2 separate regions of the Siniperca chuatsi genome follow, and region 2 is linked to region 1. Evidence: chromatin contacts called from public Hi-C data. All regions are on one chromosome and are shown on one strand. Each heading gives the region's core, a stretch centred on a gene start, on an enhancer-like site or on the middle of the called end of the contact. The rest is flanking DNA. Distances are from core to core; before and after follow the strand shown. Region 1 overlaps LOC122869868 (serine/threonine-protein phosphatase 2B catalytic subunit alpha isoform). Region 2 holds the start of LOC122869868 (serine/threonine-protein phosphatase 2B catalytic subunit alpha isoform).

Evidence for each region. A called contact is a pair of places that touch in the nucleus more often than the background predicts.
Region 2: a contact with region 1 is called in a Hi-C map of liver, with 2.3 times the contacts expected there. The contact joins the promoter of LOC122869868 here to the enhancer-like site in region 1. A contact is called at or near these places in 2 of 3 Hi-C or Micro-C datasets (liver and an unstated tissue).

What each region holds. Positions count from the first base shown.
Region 1 is chrLG22:9,203,281-9,208,999 of ASM2008510v1, forward strand. It overlaps LOC122869868 (serine/threonine-protein phosphatase 2B catalytic subunit alpha isoform), which reads right to left. Exons shown (of 15, transcript XM_044183223.1): 7 at 5,214-5,291; 8 at 4,054-4,148. Among protein-coding and RNA genes, the nearest start is that of LOC122869869, 21 kb to the left of the region's middle. Within about 2 kb of position 2,946, the one cell type or tissue checked has an H3K27ac peak away from gene starts, as active enhancers do. A contact at or near this core is called in liver, where this site is marked.
Region 2 is chrLG22:9,252,288-9,258,663 of ASM2008510v1, forward strand. It overlaps LOC122869868 (serine/threonine-protein phosphatase 2B catalytic subunit alpha isoform), which reads right to left and starts at 3,982. Exons shown (of 15, transcript XM_044183223.1): 1 at 3,656-3,982. The coding sequence starts at 3,716.

The sequences.
Region 1 (5,719 bases), core at 1,696-4,195:
TTTTCTCAGTGGATGGAGGTGGATTTTTATTTCAAATTATTTTGGTTTGAAAGTAAAAAGATCTTAACTGAAGGTATACTTACTAGATTTTTCTGGAGCTTCCAACCACATCTCATGGTCTTCCTCAGTGGATGAAGGTGGTTTTTGATTTCAAATATTTTGGTGTGGAAACAAAATATCTAGAAGGTTGCTTTCGATTTCAAATTATTATGGTTTGAAAAAAACATCTTAACTCAAGGTCCACTTACTATCTTTTTGTGGAGCTTCCAACCACATCCCCCGGTCTTCCTCAGTGGATGGAGGTGGTTTTTCATTTCAAATATTTGGTGTGGGAAAAAAAAAAATAATTCTTAACTCAAGGTCCACTTACATGCAATTGAAAGCTCCAGGAAATGCATCTCACGTACTTCGTTCAGTGGATGAAGGAAGCTTTTTATTTCAAAATATTTTGTTTTGAAAATAGAAATCTATTTCTTTTCAAACACATCTCATGGTATTCTTTGGTGGACAGAACTTGCTCATTTGTCATGGATATAGCTCAATATTAAGTATTTTGGTAAGTTTCCTTTCTCAAAAATATGATGAGAAGGGGAACCATGATTCTCATCAATAAGCAAAATTGGAATCAGAATTGATAAAATCTCAACAATACCCAACCCTACAATTGCACTCTCTCACCAATGACCCATAACCGAACACATAATATAATGTTATGAGGTTTAAATCCCAGTTGGTATGGAACAAGAAGAGCCTGTCCTGCATAACATTACGTTATTCATTTTTATTGTTTGATGCGGGATGAAAAGTTTTGTAACTGAACCATGTTTACAGAAAACTGAAGGGAAGCCCAGTAATGACCAGAGTGATAACAGATGGGTGGGCATCTGCAGCCAGGGATACTCTTCTTGCTGGCACTCGTGACGAGGGGGAAAAATTAATTCCCTGCTGCGCTGGTGTCATCACTGCCCTAGCTTCCATCCTGCTATTTATTCCAGTGGCAGGGCCAGGAGCCAATCATGCCACTCAATTTCTTTTTTCTTCAAATGACCCATCTCTACTACCTACCAATCAGCACATGGCCGTAGTTTCCGCTCCATCAGTCCATTCCTGTTTCCACCTCATCATCAAACAATAAGAGGAACACAAGAGGAACAACATTAATTTGGTTATATAATGTTCAACAGGTGTGAGAGGTGTGGCAGCATCGCTGTTATTGAGCTTTTACTCCACCCAAGCACCATTACCATTAGGATTCAGTTGCTGGCTTTCGGGACCAGTCAATAATGATGCAGCAGAAAACATTCCATACATTCCGATACAAAACCGCAAGCAATCTCCAAAGTGTATAACTGCCAACTACACCACCCTCCTCTCGATCTCTCTGCTCTCCACTGCAGTCACTTCCCGACTCAAACAGTGAAAGCTCTAACAGTGAAAACTGCTAAATCACTGCTGCTGTGTTTTCATTTAACACAGCTCCCCTGCCAGCTCAGGGGTACAGGGGTCGGAGCTGTGATGGACAGCTGGCCAGCGCCTGACACTTACTGCAGAGCCAACAGTCTGACTTGAAAGAAAAAGGAGGGATAGGTGACATCTTGAAGCCCGATTTCTTTATAGAATCGCATCCTGAGCAACATTTATGTGTTGATTAACCTGACTCAGCTGCAAGTTAAATTAACTTCTGGTGGAGGAGTTCTCCCTTGCCTGTTTGAGGTGCAACCCCCGATGAGGTCTTATTGGTTAATCTGGCCCACTCCCAGCACAATATTGATGGGACTTGCTGATGCCTCCTCCCTCCCCTTTAAGATTTATGTTCCCACTCGATTGGCCATCAATCACCGGACATACTCAGTGGGCTCCGAGCTCCGGCAAGAAGCTAACAGCAGACCAATTCATTACAGAGGCTTTGGTTCTACCAGTGAACCCCACCCACATGACTGATTAGAAGAGCATCAACAGGACTGATAGGACTGTATTGGTTGGCTGTGCCTGTTCCATGGAATTGTGTAACTGTGTGTGTGTGTGTGTGTGTGTGTGGTTGGGAGCGGGGTGTATCAAGCAGAGTCAAGTAAATGATTGATAAAGTAAATTGGGAACCATGTAATTACATAACCACAACCTGTGAAGTTTTAAGAGCTTTAACATAAAATCTCTGGACAGACCTTTAGCTTGACGGATGTTTATTTGATTGGGAATTGCTCTCTTTCTCTGCTATTATATTTGGATTTTAAGCCAAAGATCTATCTTACAACAGATTTAGCCAAAAAAAAAAAAAAAAAAAAAAAGACTGCCTCATTTTCAAGCAGACAGTGAATGATGAGAAATAAAGAACGTGTAGTCCTTCTAGGTAAGATGTATCTGTGTGCCTAAATGAAGTCAGTTTGAAAAATAAACACTGAGTAATCTTTTTCTTTCTGATAACCACTCTTGCTCTGGGAGGCATTTTATCAACTGAAGGTCAGCCAGTTGCAGCTAAGACCAGGGTGCAGACCAAATCATTTATATTCTTTGACTGTTCCATATTGAGCTCGAGAGGTGCAAATGATTTGCCAGGCAATTGGTTGCCAAAACTAAAAACGACATGTGCCTAACATCACTTTGTTTGTTTGTTTGTTTATATTGTGTTGTGCTGACTGTGAGCCCTTGGAAGATTAGTTGGCATGGAACAAATGGGGTCCTAATAATAAACAACGAGCCAGACAGGCAAACTGCCCGCTGTTTCTTGACTATCCTTATTGTGCAGGAAGCATGGATGCAGCTCATGGGGAAAAGAGTAAACAAATGCAACCTTATCTCAGATCAAAGAAACACCTGCAAATGGGCCAAAAGAAAACAAAAAAAGGACAGCCCTCGCTCCCTTGTGTAATATACTCACACCAGCAGCACTGCAGTAGGAGAGGAATTACAAAATAGCATGCACCAGCACCATCGCTCTTTCCTTCCCATTTCCATTTCCTGTGGTTTGCCCACTGCCGCCCCCATTCCAAACATGACCCCACAGCCAAGGCAGATACTGTCTGTTCTCCGGGGAAAAGTGCTGACTCACAGCACAAAGGCAAGCCTATCTTGCTGCGTGGGCACCGTAGCACCGCATAGGGCGCCACTGGGTGCCAAGAGAAACGGCACCGAGCCATTTCGCTTCACACCAGCTTCGTCCCTGATTTGACCTGACCAAAATCAATGTCAGAGATTTTTGTAATTGAACAAGTACAATACTTCAACAAAAATTTGTGTACTATTGATAAGGGGTAGAATGGTTCTCTGGTGAAATTTAAGACTCCTGAAGACCTTTTTAATTCCATATCAGATTAATATATATATCCTCAAAGTGGAAATAAATAGCATTATTATTAACTGTTTATTACTGTACAGGATAGCAATAAAAGAATGTATTTATTTATTTTTATAGGGGCAATGCACATTTATCACCATCCCTGTAAATTTTCAACTGTTGTCCTGTGGCGTGGTGTTTTAGCCAAATGCTAGAATGCTGTGTATCCTCAAATAAAAGACAAGATTTTAAGGGCCATTTAAAGCTCCGTTAAGCAATATTTTTGATAATGACACTAAAAAAAGGTCTCCTGTAATTTAAACAGGTTGCTAGTTCTACCAGTCTCACTCAGAATCAACACTCCAGTCTGCAGCTCTGTGCAGTTTTCAGTCACTTTCAGCTTATTTTTTTAGTTTGCCGGTTTCCAGAGTCCTAAAACTCTCATAATCCCCCAAATATAAAATCCTAGTTAACAATTCCCCAAATACAAACTCCCCGCAACCCAACTGTATGCTACTTGTCCATTGCAACTCTTAAATGGAATGAAGCCATTCAAAATGTTATTAATTATATATGAGCTTCAAAATGACATGAGAAAAGCATTTGGGAATGTCCCAATGCTGTCATTAAATCTTGCACAAATCTGAGAGCAACAGCAATTCTCCAACCCAGAACCACCTGTCTGTAAATGTGATGTCGCCCTGTGGCAACTCATGAATATGACACTGATATTCATGTTTTAAGCCACTGAAGATTGATAATGATATATTCCTTCTCCTTACCTTTGTTGTTGTAGACATCTAGGTAGTTGGGTGCTGAGAAGATGGTGATAAGGGATGGGAAGCCAGTGGTCTGACTCTTTCTGTACATGCGATATCTGGTAAAACGTTCAAAGAAGATGTAAGCATTAGAACATTACAACATAACATTCATGGATTAATCATTGGTGAACCACCCTCGGGATATGATTAGCAGCGACAGTTTTTATGACCTCTTGTTTTCACTATGGCTGTGTGTTTGTCTTGTAAGCTGATGCATCAGCAAGGGGGGCAATGCTGCATAGCCTCAGGAGAGTAAATCCCTGTGTTACAGGTGAAACATGCCCTTAAGTAGTCATCACACTGAACAAACTCAGCATTCAAACAACTACTCTGATCGCCCAGCGAACGTCTGTGTTGTGTTTGGTGGTTTGGATACTTGGAATGGAATAGAGCGTAAACAAAGTACTAACTCAGATGATTTATTTGCTGCAGCACACCTTGCAGCAACTATTTACAGAGATTTAAAAAAAAAAGGTACCAATTGCAAAGAAAACATAGATGAAACTCAATAACATTATTACGTGCGGTCTAAGGTGGCTTGGGGCAGCAACCTCATCTGAGACATGGCTAGGTGTCCCATGTGACCACGCCGTGGGAGTGCAATGCTAAACAACTGTGTGCTATGCATCCCACCGCCTTAACCTCGCTTAGAGGGAGATCAGCTTAACACATCCACCCACCTGCCCGTTTTAAAAACCAAACTTTTCAAAGAGGCTTTCCAGTGGCTTTGTTACAAATCCAAGGTGCACTGTTAGTTCCTGATGAATAATAGACAAGTGGGGTAGTTGTAAAGCACTGTATGTGTCTGAATGTGAAGTAAACAACATATAGTGACACAATTTCACAAACTCAAACATTTTTAAAACCCTAGTTCTTGCAAGATCTGCATGAATCATACTTGTCATATCACATCTGGCCAACTAACTCCTCACGCTAGATACATTTTCATTTCTTTGATTAACACGACTTCTCTCAAAGTTCAGACTGCACCGAACCTGCTCTCCAGACAGGCTCGGGCAAAGCCCCAGAGCACCGGGGAAGCTTTTCATTTAATACCCTGGTCTGAATCACTCTGCTGCGTGACAGTGTGATGAGAGAAGACGAAATGCCACAACACTCACCCAGCATCCTGCGCTTCATGGGCCCGGATGATAGATAATAAGTTATTGTGTTGTAGAAAGTCACAGACTGCAGGGTAGCTGTTGAATAAAGAGACAAACGTTTGGTTTACTCATACATCAAGAAAAACCCCAGTAAGATCAAGAAGAACGATCAATAAAAATAACTAAATAAGTCATGGGCATTATTGATTGTGCTCAGAGAAACAGTGGATATACAACACTGAGTTCAAGCTATATTTGTTCTAAAACCAACTGTGGCTCAGAAAGAGGTATATTGCTTTGAAAGGTTGTCTGAAATTTAAAACAGGCCCTTTAAAGTCCTACAAAAACAACATTTTTGTGAGCAAAGATATGATGACTCATAATCTAAATAATAACCCGTAATATGCTTAACTTTTAAACAAGAAGCTTTCATACTGTAAAAGGAGTAGGTGTGATCCTTTTCAAATGGTGGATTTTATTCTAGAATGAAACTCAAAAAATGTCAAGTATGACACATCATTCAT
Region 2 (6,376 bases), core at 2,732-5,231, 50 kb after region 1:
AATTACACTGCAACCACCCAAGGATATTGGAACCCCAAATGCATAGACAGTTTGATGTCATCTAGAGTGCTTTGTCTGCGTCCCACAGAGCAGCAAATGCACATCATTATTCTCTCTTGATTAAAATTGACTGTCTAGCAGAAGAAGAAATTAACACCAAGGGACTACTAACAAAATATGGCTATTTCTACTGAAATTTAAACTTTACAAATTACAGACACAGCAGACTGGCAAAGGATTAAAATCATAAACAGCCTCAGCAGTTATTATAAATCACTTAAATTTCCCATAGTAAACTTATTCCCATGCAAATAAACCTAATGCCAAGGTTTATGCATGCTAATGAGGAAATATTAATACGAACAACAACACAGCGAGGAAAATTCCTGACAAATAGTAATTTTATCTCTCTGTATTACACAGTGTTTGAACCTGATGAGAAAGAAACACTATGATGGCACACATGCCAGATTATGAACATGAAGCAGAAATGTAGGTGATCACATGTAAGGCAAGGATGAAGTATGTGGCATTACTTAATGTTCTGTTCTATAAATGACTCGGCTATCCAGCTGGGATCAGTGGCTGGCATTGCGCCGTTGTCACCACCACCATCTCTCCAACCCACGCATGTCTGAGCATGGGGGCCTCTCTCCTCAAAAGTCAAATGTCAGATGTTATCCATCCCCACTCATAGAGAAACACCCAGCGCTACATCGGAGGCTCGAAGGCCTTCTCAGCTGGTGACGGAAAAACACCATTACTGAGCTGCTTTGGAGCGTGATGGTTGTCATGATTGCACCATGACGACCATATTACTAACTGTTTATTTATTTTATATCTAACTGAGGCTAGCTCTAGTACAAACTATCATTCAGTATACAACTGTAGAGCAAGACTTTGTTTCCACATTCAATCGTAGGAATAATTTATTGGCAATAATTATATATTCAAAAGACTAGTAGCTGCAAATACTTAGTATGTTGATTTAAGATACAAGTTCAATGAATGATGCATAATAATAGCTATATTGAGATGAAACAAATTTCTGATAAATTGATTAGTTGAGCAACAGAAAATTAATCAGCAACTATTTCATTGTTTAAGTACTTTTTAAAGCGAAAGTGCCGAAAATTCACTAGTTTCAGGTTCTCTAATGTGAATATTTGCTGGTTTTCGTAATCTATGATATTAAACTAAATATGTTAGTGTTTTGAACAGTTGGTCAGACAAAACAAGCAATTTGAGTATGTAAACTTGAGCTGTGGAAAATTTTGACACGCTTTTTTCTGACATTTTAAGGACCAAAGATTAATCAACAGGTTTATCAATCATGAAAATAGTGGTTAGCTGCAGCTGCGTGGCTTATAATTGCAGCAAAAAAATCTGACAAAATAAACTGGATTATTGTTCAAGTCACGACATAATCTTTATTCAAATGCTGCTTAAACCAGGTAAACCTTTAAAAATGAACGCAAAACTGCAGCAACAGTCAACCAACGAGCAGGAATTCTATGCAACAACAATATCACACAACTGACTAGCACACAAGTGATGGAGTTCATTAAATGTAATGGTTACATACTGGAAATTGCTCATATACTTCAGTGTACTTCTGTCAAAGATAAAAACATGATGAAAATGATGCAACTTCTCCTGCCTCAGCTGATTAAACTCTTATGAGTAATTACTATGCGGCAGTGGCTTTCAGGAGCATTACGATAATGCATTTTGAAAACAGGTGCAAAGCACTTATGATAAGTTGGACTGACACCTTGTAGCAGGGCAAACTAGGCAGCTGAAAACAAATTACTTCACACCTATAGCCTGCAGTTATTTTGGAGAGGTGCTTTGTACACAGCCAGCGTCTGTGTTGTCATAATACTGATGCATTACCAAAACACTGACTTCTTGAAACTTGATGAATGAATAATGAGTTAAATTACTTTGCTGATCTCAACATCAGGTTGAAACTGGGCTCTCATTCCCTGACGGCCTCTCTAATGACTAATCAATACATTTTAACCTGATTAACACCATTGCAGACCTTCACTAAGTAGACGAGGGATGTACAAAAAATACAGTATTGAGGCGTGCAATACGATGGCATCTCCTCAGTGTGACGAAGGGAAAAAAGTAGCTTCAGATCCATATAACATGACCTGCCACATCTCCCACTGATACTGTTAAATCTCATCGAAACGTACTTGTCATATCTATTTTTCATTGCCCTTCAAGTTGGTGGAGACTGTAGGGGGATGATCTCTTGAAATATTAATTACAAAAGCACCCAAGACATGGTGTGACTCTCTTTTAACACTCAGCCCAATTTTTCTAAGCAAAATGTAGCCATAACACAAGTGTTTAGCTCTGTACTTGCAACAGAATAAAAATAGTTGCAGTTATCGTTTTGTTAAACTTTCCCCACCCCCTGTTTCAAATGGCACGAGCTAAGCCTAAGAAAGCAACGAAGTGGAACTATATTTGTGATAGAGCTTAGCGAGCCAGAGCTCAGGCTTACCTTTAATATAGTGTATAGTCAGTGATTCCAGTCATGGCCTTTTGAACACTGTAGCATTGCCTTTCTTAACGTTTAATGGTCACCGATGATCTAATCATTTCAAGCGGTTGAACCCTAGCAACTAAGCCTGAATAAAATTACTCAACAATTCCCCTCCTGTGCTTGTGCACACTGTGATCGCTGCACATGCCTGTTGTGATGTACTGGAGCTGGAGAGGATAATGGTTGCAAATAGTGCTGGATCAAAACCAGCCAGCACAAATAAACACATTCTGTCATCTTGCTTCTGAGGAAAGGCTTTGACTTTGTCTTCCAACATGAGAAATTTCACTTAGAGTGACATAAAGTGCTCATATTTTAAAGCAGGAATAGGCTTTAATACTGCAACTTAAGTGGAGTAGCCTACTGCCTTCAAGTCAACCTAAAATGTCAACTGACATGAAACCGGGCAGGCTACATTGCTCCTACTCCGTGTTCAAGGGGTAGGTTGACTCGATTATGATATCTACTGCATTCTTATGGTAGACTGCAAAGGTGGAATGTCAGACCTGTTAACACAGAAGGCAGGAAGAACCTCCCCATATGGCATGAGCACTACAAGCACACGATGAACACCCCCAAATGTGAGATTACAAAACACAGGCGACATCAAGTAGTATTATGCAATGGTTATAAAAAGCAGCCTTGGTAAAACTATGCTTGGTGATGCATGCAAAATGAGGGGAAATCGCCCTTGGGTTGAATGCAATGGTTGTGCAATATCTGCATGCATAGTGTAAAACTGTGCACTGTGTATATGAATCAAAAGATCATGCATCTGTGACACTGCTGGCTGTATTCGTTGCTAATGAAAACAGTGCATTTGCAGACAAGCGCCTATATCACGAAATGTGACACATTTCTAGAGAAATTCTTGCTCTGGTCTACAAACTGGAGTTAACCTCACTTCCTAGTTTACTGCTGCTGCCACAGCTCGGCTAACACCCTTCTTCCTCCATAGCCAGCAAACAATTTTCGACTAAATTTGCTGCTGCTGTTGCGACGACCGTGAATTCTTCAAGTCTGCTTTCTGCTGGTCAGAGGGAGAGCTGCGGTAGCGTCTCGTTCCAGTGTGGCATGAAAAATTACACTTACATTTCACCACCCTGTCCGTCGTAGATAACTTCGGTTCATCATTCGGCTTGTTTTCGGACATTTCCAGTGTGATATAATATTTAGATATAGCAGAAATGAGACTGAAAACGGCCCCTGCGTTGCTCTTGCCGAACAACTCTTGAGTCTACCCGAGAAAAGAGACCGCAGTGATCTCACTCGGTCCTATCAGCGGCCAAAAATACTTGCAACAGGGTTACAATTTCACTGCTGGTGCTGTAGGAGCTGCTCTGTCTGATTTACTGTTACTCTGTGTCAAGTTGTCTGAGCGCAGTGTGCAGTCAAACATGCTAACCCACAGGACCCGCCCCCAGCTCCCACCGACTCCACCTATTGGTGGAGAGCGGCAGGCTGCACACTCACTTGTATTTTAGAAGGGCTGCTTCTGTGTCAATCTGGACTGGTATGAATAACTTATAATAAAGTTATAATACATTTGTCGCCGGGTATGCACAATAAATACATGAATGAACAGTTCAAAAGTAAAAAGTAAACTTTTTACCCAAGATATGTTCACAGTTTAGCACAAAAAATGATCCATCCATACATGTTTGGCTTTGATTGAAAATATATTTGGATCCGGGAAATACTTTCTCACTATGGAAGCCTATTTCCACCAGAAAGATGAAAAGTTAAAAATAAAACAAAAGATACAAATTCTCATGGTTAGTCTTAATTTCATTTCTTAAGACTGACATTTCTGTACATGGCTCATTTTCAACTGCAGTTCTTTGAAGAGATGTTCTAAAAACCAAGGAAGTGAAAAGTCTTGAAGTCAAGCTTATTAGATAAACAGTCAAAATTACGAGGTAGTAATTCTAATATTATGAGATAAAACTCTAAGAAAAAAATTATGAAATTAAAAATTACGAGATAGTGAGCAAAAATGATCACATAAAAAGTCCAAATTATAATACAGTAATTTTAAAATTTGACTTACCATGAGCATAATTATTTTCCTCATGACTAACTTTTCATCTTTTTTTTTCTTTTACTGGCCAAAATGGGCTTCAATATATCAGGGCCAATAATCTCAAATGTATAATTTTCTTTTCTGCCCATTTTTTAGTCAACAACAATAGGCAAGGTAAGGCAGTTTTATTTATAAAGCACGTTTCATACACAGAGGTAGATTCAAGGTGCTGACAATAAGAACAGAAAGATATCACAAACTGAATTTTCATAGTTTCCTGAGGATGAATCCTGATAGTTTTAGTGACCCAGTGATCTTTCTGTTTTGGATTCTTCAATACCTTTCTTCTAGTGCCACTCTCAGGAGAAAATATACATTGCACACAAGATATTTCACAGTCTAATGGACCATAATGTTTGCAGAAAATATCCATGCTCCCATGAAGATAAACCACTTTGATTTTAATGATCCCATGTTTGTTTACACTGGTGATAACATTATGGATATTTCATTGAGGTCATGGTTTACCTGACATTTTATTTGTCTCCATGTCACTAGCTATGGAGTAGTGGCATGCTTTGATAGCTTTATTGTCTGCTGTAGAGGTTTATAGAGGTTTTGCTCAGCTGAACTCATTACAGATCCAGAGGAGGATTTCATGTTCTGTCTTTGTGGTTAAATCAGAGTAGTCATGTGAGTGAGTGAAAGTGTGTGGCTCTGCATGCATGGGAACAAAATGATCTGTTATCGGTGAGTCACGAGGTACACAGCAGCGGCGATTTGCATGAAGGAGACTTCACCTTTCACCTGCTCATTTTCTCAACAGTTGTGCATTTCAGTGACCCCACTGCTGCTCAAAGGAAATAAATGGTGGCAAACTGCTATTAGTGAGACACTGGTGTGGTATGAGTCAGTTGTTTGGCAGGTGGAGGCAGTTAATGAAGCCCTGAGTTTTATATTTCTCTCAATGAGGGACTGTGTGTGTGTGCGTAGTAGGTCAGAACATCCCACAGCCTTTTTATTTCTGTAGTGGAGACATTCACACCATATCATTAGTGTTAACACGCCTCAGGTTCTAGTGCTCTGCTTTGCACCCATGGCCTTGCAGACTTAATTCAACTGATCACCTGTTGTCTGCTTGACAGTGACCTCTGTGTTTATTATTTGCTGCTTTTTGCTCACATTTAGACCTACTCATAAAATAGTAAACTATGATTTGTCATTATTTGTTATTTTGTATGCATTTTTCTTCCACTGTAGCTTTGGTAGTTTTTATTCCATAAAAATATGACGTTATATAATGAGAAAATAAGGAATCACTCAAAAATTCTCCACCCAAAGTTCATTTTTCATACTGAAAAGCGTCATAATTATACACGCAGTGATCTTTTTCATCTTCCTGTGCCACCCTCTTCAAAGAATAAATATTATAGAGACATTTGCTTTTTATGACTTCATATTTTATGACTACACATTTATAACTACCCATTTTGTGTACCAGGTTTGGTAGTGCCAGTACCAACAACATGTTGACAGCAAAACTAAACTTGGATGACAAACTTTTGATGTCCAAATCACATAATCAGTTTTGGGAATTTTCCACCACATTAAACTCTTATGAAGTACAGTAAGTAATTCCACCGACTAAAATATTTGGAATTGCTGCCATTGAACTAGTGCTTTAGTAAAGTTTTTTGAAAAACAAAACCTCACATTCAAGCTTGTTTCTTGTCACCAGAGCAGAGAACAAGCTTTATGTTCAATTAAAAAAAAAAAAGTCAAATTTTTTT